3 separate regions of the Mus musculus genome follow, and all the other regions are linked to region 1. Evidence: chromatin contacts called from public Hi-C and promoter capture Hi-C data. All regions are on one chromosome and are shown on one strand. Each heading gives the region's core, a stretch centred on a gene start, on an enhancer-like site or on the middle of the called end of the contact. The rest is flanking DNA. Distances are from core to core; before and after follow the strand shown.

Region 1 (3,681 bases), core at 619-3,118:
GACACAGGCTCCATTTATGTCTTTCTTCTTTTGAACAGATCCAAGATGGCCGGATAGTCTGTTATCTATACCAGTTTTCTGGGACACAGAAGCCAAGATCCTACCAAGTAGAAAGTCCTGTGTGTCCCCAAGATGAAGAACTATGCTCTGACCCCAACCCAGCACCCCCTGACACACACACACACCCAAGAGTCCCTTAGCATATAGTTAAGGGAGCTTCATTCATCAAAAATCCTCCACTACCATTCCAGTTCCTAAATCCCCTGAATCACATACATAATAACCCAGCATGCCCACCTCAGCTTCCTCTAGGCTGGGCTGGGGTAGACTTGGCATGCTAGCCGTAAACTGGAAATCCAAATGCTTCCCTGGACAATGAAATCACTATGACCTTGGACAAGCTGCTTCATATCTCTTCAGATCTCTTTGATGGAGGGGAAACAGGCAGCTCTAACCTTCTCTTACCCAGCCTGCCCATGGATTCAGAGCCACGACATTTTTCAGCACTTCTTGTGCTTGGGTACAACTCAGGCCTTGTCTTGGGCAAGGTAAGTCCACTGTGATGGATAACAGTCTAGCAAGTGCTAGGCCCATTAGGGCCATCCTTACTCCCGTGTTAGCCTTAGTCTGCTCACCGGAGCTGGGAAGAATAAGGAGATGAGCTGAGGAAAAGAGAGATAAAGAGGGTCTGCACTCACTGGCATCCTGGGTAGAAAGGACCAGGCTGGCTCTGAGGAAAAGTGAGGAGGCCCTAGGAAGGGGTTTCCAGTTTCAAGGCTGGAGCCTGAGACTTGGTAAAAAACTAACAGAAAGGGCACAGGCTAAGTACAAGAGAAGTAGGCCCCACCCCTAGACAAGCCTCTGCCACTCCCAAAGCCACCACCACACAGCCCCCACGGGGGAGAGCTGGGCGCTCCACTCCACACTAATGACCTTTGCCTTAAAAAAACAGCAGCTCTAGTCTGACCCACTTTTCGCAATAAGGCAGGTTAATGATCAAGTTCAGGCACAAACACCTCCCCCTGACAAACAGCTAGGCTTTGCCCACACACAGGCAGGACCCCAAACCCCTGATCAAGTGGAGGCCAGTAACTAAAAGAATTGAGACCACAGCCTGATGACTTGGGGTTAAGCCCTTGTCTCTAAGAATGTACCAGAGACAACCCACCCCAATAACACACACACACACACACCCCAACTTGCGCTCTTCCCATAGTCCAAGTTTGGGCAGCTCCAAACTGAGCCTCACTCACAGTGCTGCAGCTCTGCCGCACAGGAACGTCTAGGACAAGAGAACCAGAAGGTGGCAGGGCCGCAAGTGTCACTGCCCCCAGCCCCAAGAGCTCCCCAAGCAGGGGCGCGGAGGGGGTGGGGCCGCCGATTCCATCGGTCTGCGGCGGCGGCGCACCCTGAAACCAAACCGCGTGTGCGCGCACGTGTCCCCGCGATCTTGCGCGAGTGTGTCCGCCGTGGATGCCCTTCCACGGTCCCCACGTGCGAAGTCCAGGCCGTAGCCGGGGGTGCCACTGAAGGTGACCTTCAGGGCGGGGGCGGCCCAGTGCACCGCCCACACTGACGCGGAGGGAAGACGGTTGTTCCCACCGAGTCCCGAGCCCTCCGGCCGGACTCGGCCCGGGCTCTAGCCCAGCTGTCCCTGCCCCCGGCCCACTCACTCACCAGCCGCGTTCGGCCGCCCCTTGCCGCCGGCCTGCGAGCCGTGCTCCCGGGCGCTGTCGGCCGGGGCGGCCGCCGGCAACTCGTCCGTCTTGATGACCATGGCGGGAGCAGGCGTCCGGCTCGCCTGTCCGCGCCGCACGCCGCGCCACTAACCCAAGTGCCCTGCGCGCCACGGCCGCTGCGGGAAGGACGGAGTCACCGGCCCACGTGGTGCGCGCTTTAGCCTTTGACCCCGCCGCCGCTCCCCTACCCCGCCCTCGCGCCCGGCCTGCCCACGGCAGACGACGAGGGACAAAACACCGAGCACTCCGTAGTCAGTTCACAGATTCAGTGACTCTTTCAAAGCCTTAAAGGCAACGCGTCCGGGCTCAAAGGGGAGAGGCCTCGGCCCCCTGGTGAGGCGGGGCTTCCGGGAGACGTTTCCTAGGTTCGCCGCCCGTTGGGCGGGCGCCGTGACCTTGGGTGGAGACTTGTCTAGGACTGCCTTCGCTCCCTATTCCCCCTCCCCCAATGACCCTCTGCTTCTTATTGAGCATCTGCCAAAAGACCGCGTCGTTCTAAAGCAGCTTTGTTATCACGACCCTCTGTATCCTCCTCACCGAGTGGGCTCTTTCCTACTGAAGGGAAGGGTCTAGAGTGTATTTGGATTATTGAGGAAGATCGCTTCTAGGCCTTTTGGCTAAGATCAAGTGTGGATTATTGAGGAAGGTGTGCAGGTTGCAAATATGCATAAAGTGTCAGAAACAGACTATGAAAACTTGGACTCAGCACCATGGGCTCCTCCCCTATCTGTGTAAAACACACACACACTCACTCACTTCCAGGCCACTATCTTGGTTTACAGTGAAGGACAATGAGGGCCAAAGTCACAGAACAAGTTCAGATTTAGACCAATAAATAGATCCTTACTATAGTTGTTATCTATTTTTCAGTTCTTTTGGTTGGGTGGGGAATAAGGAGTGAGGTCCATGATTGCTGGGGGAGGGGGGGTACTTTTCTTGTGTGTGCCCTACTGAGTATTAAATTCAGGACCTCTGGCATGGTAAAGGTGTCTACTGCTGAGAGACAACCCTAGTCTCAGGTGATATTGAAACCAGGTCTATCCAGACAGTTATGTTCAGGCAGAGAGGGGACAGGGTAAGCCTTCCATGCACAGGTGGAAAAGCCCTTTGTGAAACACTAAACACAGTCTTTACACTTGCTAGGATTTAATGGACCCTGGCAATCTGAGGCTGAGATGGGAGCGGTCTACATACACCCTTGTATACATTGCAAAGGAAAGTTAAATCTGCTTTCCTTTTAGAGATCTAGTGTGACCACAAGGGCCTGCAATCCCAGTTCTTGATAGGTAAAGGCTGGAGGACCTGAATTTGGAGACCAGCTTGGGCTACATAGTAACACACTGTCAGAATAGAATACATAGGAAGTTCAGTTTGCCCCTAGAGCACATGTGATGATGAGAACTGAAGCCAAAAGAAGAAGGAACCCTCCATTGAAGGGAGAGGGAGGAGAGAAATGTATGTGTCAGAAAGATCCTCTTGACTGTTATGTGAGGGCAAAGGAGAACTGAGCAGGACTAAGGAGAAGTGATTTCAGGCTATTGCACAAGGAAGTTGGAAGAATGACCAAGACCTTATTGCTGGGTGCACATAGAAATCAGGCAGCAGGAACCTGGCTCAGTGTTTCCATCCGTCATCCCAGCACTCAGAAGGCAAGGAGAGAATATAAAGGGTTTAAGGTTAGCCTGGGCTTCCTGGCTAGACCCAGTCTCAAGAAAACACACAACAAACAAACAGACAAACAAACAAACAAACAAAAGGCAGGCAAGCAAGGTGTGTGTGGACCTGACATCGAAGTGGACTGGAAGTCAGTCCCTAGGAACCCGTACCTGTCTCTTGTAGTGAACTTGAGCAAATCACTATCATCTTGCTGAATCTCAGGTGTTTTGCTGTGTGTAGATACATGTTTGTGTGTTCTTGCCTTTACTACATTTTTATTGTGTGT
Region 2 (3,681 bases), core at 547-3,046, 2.4 Mb after region 1:
CTTTGAATGACAAGTTTTTGAACACAAATTATGCCATCAGCTAGTTATAACAAGCTTTATTAAATAGTTAGGATGCTTGTGTCAAGATGAATCATTAAAACACTTGGCCTGAGAGGCCTTGTATTTCCACACTAGGAAGCCCCATAGGCTGAAAACAAGAGACAGCATGCCTGGTGCCATCTCTTTCCCTCAACTCTTTAATTTAGGATTCTAGGGGCAGGGCTGAAATAGAGGGAGAGCCCTTTTAAGCCTGAAAAGTGGGTTTAGAAAACATTGACAAAGGTGCTTTCAGAAATGAGTCAACTTTCTTCTGAAGACAGAATCTTAAAAGTGGCTTAAAAATACACCCCAGACACTAATATCTGCATTATTAATAGTTTGTCAGGATTGGCAGAGGAATGGACACCAACTTGTGTGTTTCTGATGCACTCTGAACAACAATGTGATGTTGGAAATCAAAGGTCAAGATCTTTTCAAACTTGACTCAAAAAACAACTTGAGTTTTAACTACATTATAGCTACAAACATAAAGGTAGACACTTACTGTTCCATATTTAAGTAGTGTAGGCACTGCGGTTATTTTCAGTTTTTGTCTGAAGTCATTATTTGGGTCTTTCCAGCTGTTCCAAAATGAAACAGATAATGAAAAATACTACTTGGTTCATTACAGTTTACTCAACAGTTGACTTATATATAATATACTTGTAACCACTGCTTTTGTTAACCTTTAAACATTTTGAGAACTGTAACTTATGTGTCACTTTCTGCAAAGTTTAAAGTGTGGCTAAGATAAAACAAATGTAAAGTCAATAGAGTTCTGAACTTATTCCAGACCCAATTCATTAATGATGATATGTGGTTGAACATAAACTGTAAATATGAATTCAGTAATTCTAATTGTTTAGCTTATCAGACAATACCTAAAACACAGAGCCTGACCAATTATCTGAGGTCCTTTTTACCCAGCTTTTTAATAATATAGTCCATGTCTGGAGATACGGTATACATGACTTACTAAGGTTTGTCTCCTACTTGGCAGTAGATGAACACACAGTCTTCGGTAACATGCTTCAGCCCCTCTCGAATGACTGGCTCAGCTTTTTAAAAGAGTTAAAAAGTAATTACACATCAACTGCGATAGCCCACGCCCTCCCGTCCCCAGTCTTAGACTTTAACCGGTTGTAAGATAGGATGTTAAAGTCGCGTGTCCTCTGGACTCGTGAATCACTTAAGTCCTAGTCCTGATTGTCTTTAAGACACAATCAGAAAACTCAGCATACATATATGATGACGGAAAGATCAACTCCTGAGTCTGGTCTTTTTTTTTTTTATGAGACACTAATCGTTTGGGGAACTGAGAATTTTAAAGAACCTGGTTCCAAGATCCGAATCCATGATAAAAATGAGGGTCATCCTTGGGTGGGGCAGTAAGGGCCTAACGAGAGACGGGGTACAGCTCAGGCGCTTCTGCGGGTCTGCAGGACCAAGATCCTCATCTCATCCCACTTTCTGACTTCAGCAGGGGCCTTCTTCCTAGCACTGCTGTGGCGCAGCAACCCCCAGTCCTGGTCCCAGCCTCACCTTCCACGCAGTCCGGACACCAGCTCTTCCCTTCGGTATCCTTAGAACCGCTGAAGTAGGCGAAAATGGTCTTGCCCTCATGCTCCTTCACTGCCTTGTCGAACTCCTCGAAGCCCAGCACGCTCACCTCCTCGAAGGTGGCCATGGGTACAACAGTGCGGAGAGGAGCACGGGAGGAGCCCTAGGGTCCTGCGCCCCCAAGGCGGGGCCCAAGTAAGGCGTGGACAAGGTTCCGGGTGGGCGGGGCCGCCGCAGCAGAGTGGTGCTACGGGAGCCTTGAATAGCCATAACTCCTTAGGGCCGTCCTTTTGGTCTGCTGGAGTTTCTTTTTGGCGCCAGTTTCCCTCAGACAACTAGACGCCTGACCTGGTCTGGTCCCCACCCTGGCTTCATGGACAGTGACGGCAAAGCCCGTCGCGGTACAACACCTTGATCCTCAAATGGCTCAGGAAGATCAACGGCTCCCAAACAGCCGCGCGCCTGTTGCCATGACGACTGGGCGAGAGGCCGGAAGCGAGGCCTAGCGTGGGGTCGCCTTACGATCTCTTGGTGGCCGCGCCGCGCCCAAACCAGGTGGGCTTGGGCCGGAGCTGGGGGAATTCTGGGAAACTGCATTAGACAGAGAGACAGTGAGAGACCTCGCCCCAGGCTTGCCTTGCAGCTCCGCCCCTCCTATTACCTTTCTATTTGTCAGACTTTAGGGGGGCCGGGGCCGGGGGCGGCGTCCGGGATCGGGCGGGGGTTTGGAGAGAGCTGGGAGGCAGAAAGGCAGCGAGGACTGGATCCGAGTGTTGTGAGTGCGTGTGCGGGGGAACAGATGCAAAGAGAGCGTGTCTGAGGTTGCATTGGGGAAAGGAATTGTCCAGGAGCTGCGACGCCGGCACGGGGGCCCTTGCCCGGGCTACGCAGGTGTACACTGGCAGCGAAGATGCCGGCTCATTGCATGAGGGCCCGCAGGTTGCGTCGGGGTGTTCGGCCTCTGTGGGCGAGGAGGTGGGGTGCAGGGTTATCCCGAGGCTATGGAGTAAGGCGCCGGGTGAGATCTTCAGTGCGGCGGATGCTCTGTGCAAACATAGGGTGGCTACAGAATGGTCAGCAGCCTTTAGAGAAGAGGACTGCGGAGCCCGCAGTCCCCGCTAGGGTGAACAGGGCCTTTGGGATACCTGGGACTGCAGGCTCGGTTGAGGCAGCAATGGACCCCAGGACAGTGTGGGTGAACGGGACTGTGGGCGAGCCCGAGGTGGTTGGGCCTGCTGGGTCTGTGTGGGTGACTGTATCTGGGGAGGAGGAGCTAGACAATAGGAGCTCTCCAAGCTGTGAGAGAAAAGGTCGTCCAGGAACACTTGGCCATGAGAGCATCCTGGAACTGTGGTTGAAGGTGCAGGCTATGAGGGTAGCGTCGGGATGCTGGGAAGGAAGCAGAGTGGAGCTCCATCCCGTTCCCGTGGGAGAGGGGCCGATCGAGAAGGGTATTCCTGGGCGAGCTTCCTGGGTAGAGACCAGCCGAGGTGGTGTCACCGGACCCTGGGTGAGAGGCAATACTAGGACATTCCCCCAGGCCTCAGGACTGCCCACAGCTAGGGGAATAGGGGCCGGTTGTGAGAGAGTCTCTATCCTTTGTAGGCAGGGACAAGCTGGGAAGACACCACCTCCTGTGGGTGGACCTGAGGTAGTAGAGAAGATAGACTGTGTTTCCTCTGGACCTTGGGAAAAAAGACAAACTGTGGTGGTGCCTGAGGCCATAGGATGGTCTCAGGTCTTGAAAAGGCCCAGAGCTGGAGAAGTGAGGGAATGTGAGGGTACCTCATGTCTCTGTGGGGGAGGGCAGTCAGGGCAGTTTTCTGGGGCTCTGGCAGAAGGAGCTGAATATGGGCATATGTTATGGGAAAGGGGGCTGATGGAAGGGGGCCCTGATGCCCTGCTGGTACTACCCAGGGCCATGGAAGATGGAACTACCTCCCACGGGGGCCCAGGGTTGTGGCAAAGGAGACAAGAGATGGAAGATATAGGTTCTAGGGGTATTCCTGGTCTAAGGACCATGGGACAGCTTGTAGGAGTGCCTTGTGCTAGAGAAGAGGAAGCTAGATGTGGAGGTGACCC
Region 3 (3,681 bases), core at 694-3,193, 2.1 Mb after region 1:
TAACTTTTGCCTTAGGTTCATCTATTGCTAATGTTTTGCCTCATTTGCTTTACTTGACATTTTTACATGCTTGTATTTTATTTTTATTATTTTCGTGTGTATGCATGTGGAGGTCAGAAGACAACTTTCAGGAGTCAGTTCTCTGCTTCTATCTTGTTGTTCCCAGGAATTAAACTCAGGTAGTCAGCCTTGGTGGCAATCACCCTTAACCCCACTGAGCCATCTTTCTGTGCCTCAACCTTCACCCCTGTTTGCTTACTAACTCTAGGATCTATTAATGTTTTCCAGCACCACTTGAAAGAGTAAATCGTAGACACTGCAGCCCGCAGACACTTCAGATCAAGGGCATTTGTTTACATAACTAATGCTTGGCACCTGAGCGCATCGGACAGCTGTGAAGTTTTTTCCTGATCTACTTTCTGTACTCTAATTTTATCCATTCATCTGGCATCTGGCACTGTGCATTTCCCCTTCGGTACAGATGCCAGGCAAAGGCGGTGGTTGCACATAACTGTCAGATCTCTGCCCAACACCCCACAGCACCCTCCAGCCCCCACCCCTGGCTCTGAGACAGTGTCTTCTCACTACATAGACTGGACTGACTTGGACCTCTCTGTCTGTGGATCATGATCAGGCTGGCCACAGACAGTTGCCTGCCTATGTTTCCAAGTGCTGGAATTAAATGGAATTAAGGGCATGGACCATTATGCCTGGCTGTTAAATACTTTTAAAATATATTGTGTGCGTGTGCATGATGTGTGTGGAGACACATGTACCATGACACATGTATAGAGATCAGAGGACAACTTTGTGGAGTTAGTTTCCATCTTTACCTGGGATTGGGATTGAACTTGGGCTGTCAGCCTTACACAGCAAGTGCCTTTACCTGCTGAGCCATCTCATTGGCCTGTATGGTTACTCTTTTTTAATGTTGTTTTGTTTTGAGATAGGGTCTCATGTAGCCCAGGCTGGCTTTAAACTCACCATGTAGCTAGGGATGGTGAACTTGAACTCCTGATAGTCTTAGCTCCACCTCCCAAGTGCTGGAATTACAGGTGTGGGCCATCACTGATGGCTTTGTGTATTTGTACTTTTTCTACCCTTGCAACTGGCAATCAATTTCTACAGCTCCCCTGAGAACATCTCCCTAGACTTATTCCTTGTTGATAAAATTTATTTATTCTGTGTCTGTATGGATGTGAGTGAAAGTGTGTGTGTGTGTGTGAGAGAGAGAGAGAGACAGAGACAGACAGACAGACAGACAGACAGACAGACAGAGACAGAGCAGAGAGTACTCCTGTACCTGCACGTGCACTTGTGTGCCTTGGTGTATGTTATGTTTGGAGGTCAGAAGACAACTTTGTGCAGTTCTCCCCTTCCACCATATGGGCTCTGGGGATCAAACATATGTCAAGCAGGCCTGGTGGCAGGTACTTTCACAGGCTGAGCCATCTTGCCAGCCCCCATGGGTTAGTTTTACATAAGCTTGTCTCTATGTCTTCAGATATCTCTGTTATCTTGTTCCTCTGTGCAATTTCCTTACCATCCTGGTCAACACCTACCCTCCTGTATCTAACCTGGTTCATGGCTGTGCTAACGGCCCATCTTCTGCACAGGCAGGGCAGTTTGCAGTGAGCAAGGCTTGGGGACACTCCTCTCATTTCCTGTCCTAGGAGCGTCTCTTCCTCACTGCCCCTGCTGCAGCCATAGGCTAGATTGAGGGACCACAGAGTTATCCAATCACCAGTGCATGGCGTCTTACCCCAGCAGGGCTAAGAGGCCTAGAGTGATGAAATCCCACCAGTGTGGCTGCGCTGTGCTCAGCAGGAACCTGCGATGATAAGGTGTCTGGCAGTTAAAGGGGCAGCCTGTTGAGGTTGAGAGGCTGGGAGCCCACAGGAAGTGACTTGGTGGCAAGCTGATGTAGCTTTGTTCGGCACCCGTTCTGACAGAGAAGTTGCAGTTAGCACTGCTGAGGGGATGTCCACAGAGTGTCTCAAACCTCAGACAGGAGGGCCACAGAGCCAGAGCCTGAGCCAAGGTGGGCAGTATGGGGCCTTGGCTTCAGGTACGTGTCTGCCTCCCTCCACACCCGTCCCCTGGAGCCTGCCCCGCTGGAGAGCTTACTTGGCTGCAGCTGTTCTCTGTTACATCAACCTTCTGAATTACATGAACTGGTTCATCATCCCAGGTGAGCATGGGAGGGGTAGCGTGGGGCAGTATCTTCAGATACCCCCCTTCTAAAAGCCCACAACTGTGTATCCTTGGTGGCCTTCTTCTTCCAAGCCCTCGTACCTCTCTAGGAGCACAGCTCTGGTGGTTTCACCCCAGCAAGTGGTCTGCAGCCTCTCCTGAATGGTTCCAAGCCAGAACAGGGCACAATGTGTGTGGGGACAGGGGTGTTAGTGGGTAGATGGGACTGTGCTCTGCAGCAAAGGCGTTGCTTGCGTTCAGGATGGAGCTGCAGGCAAGGTTACGGAGGGCAGAGCAGCTTGGCCAAGCTCCCAAGTGAGAATGGCTCTGCCTGCACTGTTTCTGGGGCAGCCGGCTGCTGGCCTACCTTGCACAGTTTGCCTTTCTTCTTATTGGAAACAGGGTACAACCTGCTTCTGTGTTCTGTCTCTCACTTACGCACTCCTTTGTGTCTGGGCTCCACTTGTCTTTTCTCATCTAGTCACCCATTCATTCCTTCATCAGTTTATATTCAGCCCTTTCTTTAAAAAGACAGAGTGTGTATGCATGTGCGTGCACACATGTGTGTGTATGTGTGTGTGCCTGTGTGTGCATGCTCCTTCACTTTTATTTGAGCTTCAGATATTGAACTAAGGTTTCCAAGCTTGTTCAGCAAGCGCCTTCACAGGCTAAGCCATCTTGTCAGCCTTCATTTCTTTTTTGAGGCAGGGCCTCATGGAGCTCAGGCTAGATTCAAACTCGCTATGTAACTGAGAATAATCATGAACTGCTGATATGCTTGCCTTCACCTTCTTAGGGCCGGGATTACAGGCTTGCCACCACAATGCTTTATGAAGTTCTAGGGATTGAACCCAGGGTCTTTGTGCATGCTGGATAAGCACTCTAATAACTGATGTAGAGGGCTGCTCTGCCCTCCGTAACCTTGCCTGCAGCTCCATCCTGAACCCAACGCCTTTGCTGCAGAGCACAGTCCCATCCACCCACTCACACCGCTGCCCCCACACACATTGTGCCCTGTTCTGGCTTGGGACCATTCAGGAGAGGCTGCAGATCACTTACTGGGGTGAAACCACCCAGCCTCTTTTCTTTGTTTGTTTGTTTTTGAGACAAGGTCTTAAGTAAGATCAGGTTGCTTTTGAATTCACTATGCAGTTGAAAATGATCTTGAACTCCCAATCCTCTTGCCCTCTGTCTCCTAAGTGCTGAGGTTACAGGTGCGACAGCATGCCTAGCTGTTCTTTCATCATCCACTTGTTCCAGCTTGAGCACTGAGAACAGGAGCACTGAGAGCAAAAGTACTGAGAGCAGGAACACTGTGGTGGGAACACTGAGAGTGGGAGTACTGAGAGTAGGAGTACTGAGAGCAAGAGTACTGAGAGCAGGAACACTGTGAGTGGGAGCACTGAGAGTGGGAGTACTGAGAGCAGGAGCACTGAGAGCAGGAATACTGAGAGCAGGAGCACTGAGAGCAAAAGTACTGAGAGCAGA

Evidence for each region. Promoter capture Hi-C pulls out the DNA fragments that hold promoters and counts their contacts. A called contact is a pair of places that touch in the nucleus more often than the background predicts.
Region 2: a Hi-C map of B cells shows a contact between it and region 1, with 6 read pairs. The contact joins the promoter of Txndc17 here to the promoter of Cluh in region 1. A contact is called at or near these places in 1 of 39 promoter capture datasets (hippocampal neurons), 1 of 484 Hi-C or Micro-C datasets (B cells), 2 of 115 datasets of contacts at active chromatin or transcription factors (large pre-B cells and stem cell-derived neural progenitor cells) and 2 of 9 other capture datasets (adipose tissue and liver).
Region 3: a contact with region 1 is called in a promoter capture Hi-C map of liver, with 6 times the contacts expected there. The contact joins the promoter of Spns3 here to the promoter of Cluh in region 1. A contact is called at or near these places in 2 of 39 promoter capture datasets (both in liver).

What each region holds. Positions count from the first base shown.
Region 1 is chr11:74,647,691-74,651,371 of GRCm38.p6, reverse strand. Cluh (clustered mitochondria (cluA/CLU1) homolog) reads right to left here and starts at 1,868. Exons shown (of 26, transcript NM_001081158.3): 1 at 1,678-1,868. The coding sequence starts at 1,777.
Region 2 is chr11:72,205,669-72,209,349 of GRCm38.p6, reverse strand. It overlaps Txndc17 (thioredoxin domain containing 17), which reads right to left and starts at 1,796. Exons shown (of 4, transcript NM_026559.3): 1 at 1,582-1,796; 2 at 1,016-1,097; 3 at 545-620. The coding sequence starts at 1,726. It overlaps 4933427D14Rik (RIKEN cDNA 4933427D14 gene), which reads left to right and starts at 1,868. Exons shown (of 19, transcript NM_001361564.1): 1 at 1,868-2,154.
Region 3 is chr11:72,548,508-72,552,188 of GRCm38.p6, reverse strand. It overlaps Spns3 (spinster homolog 3), which reads left to right and starts at 1,943. Exons shown (of 12, transcript NM_029932.3): 1 at 1,943-2,191. The coding sequence starts at 1,981.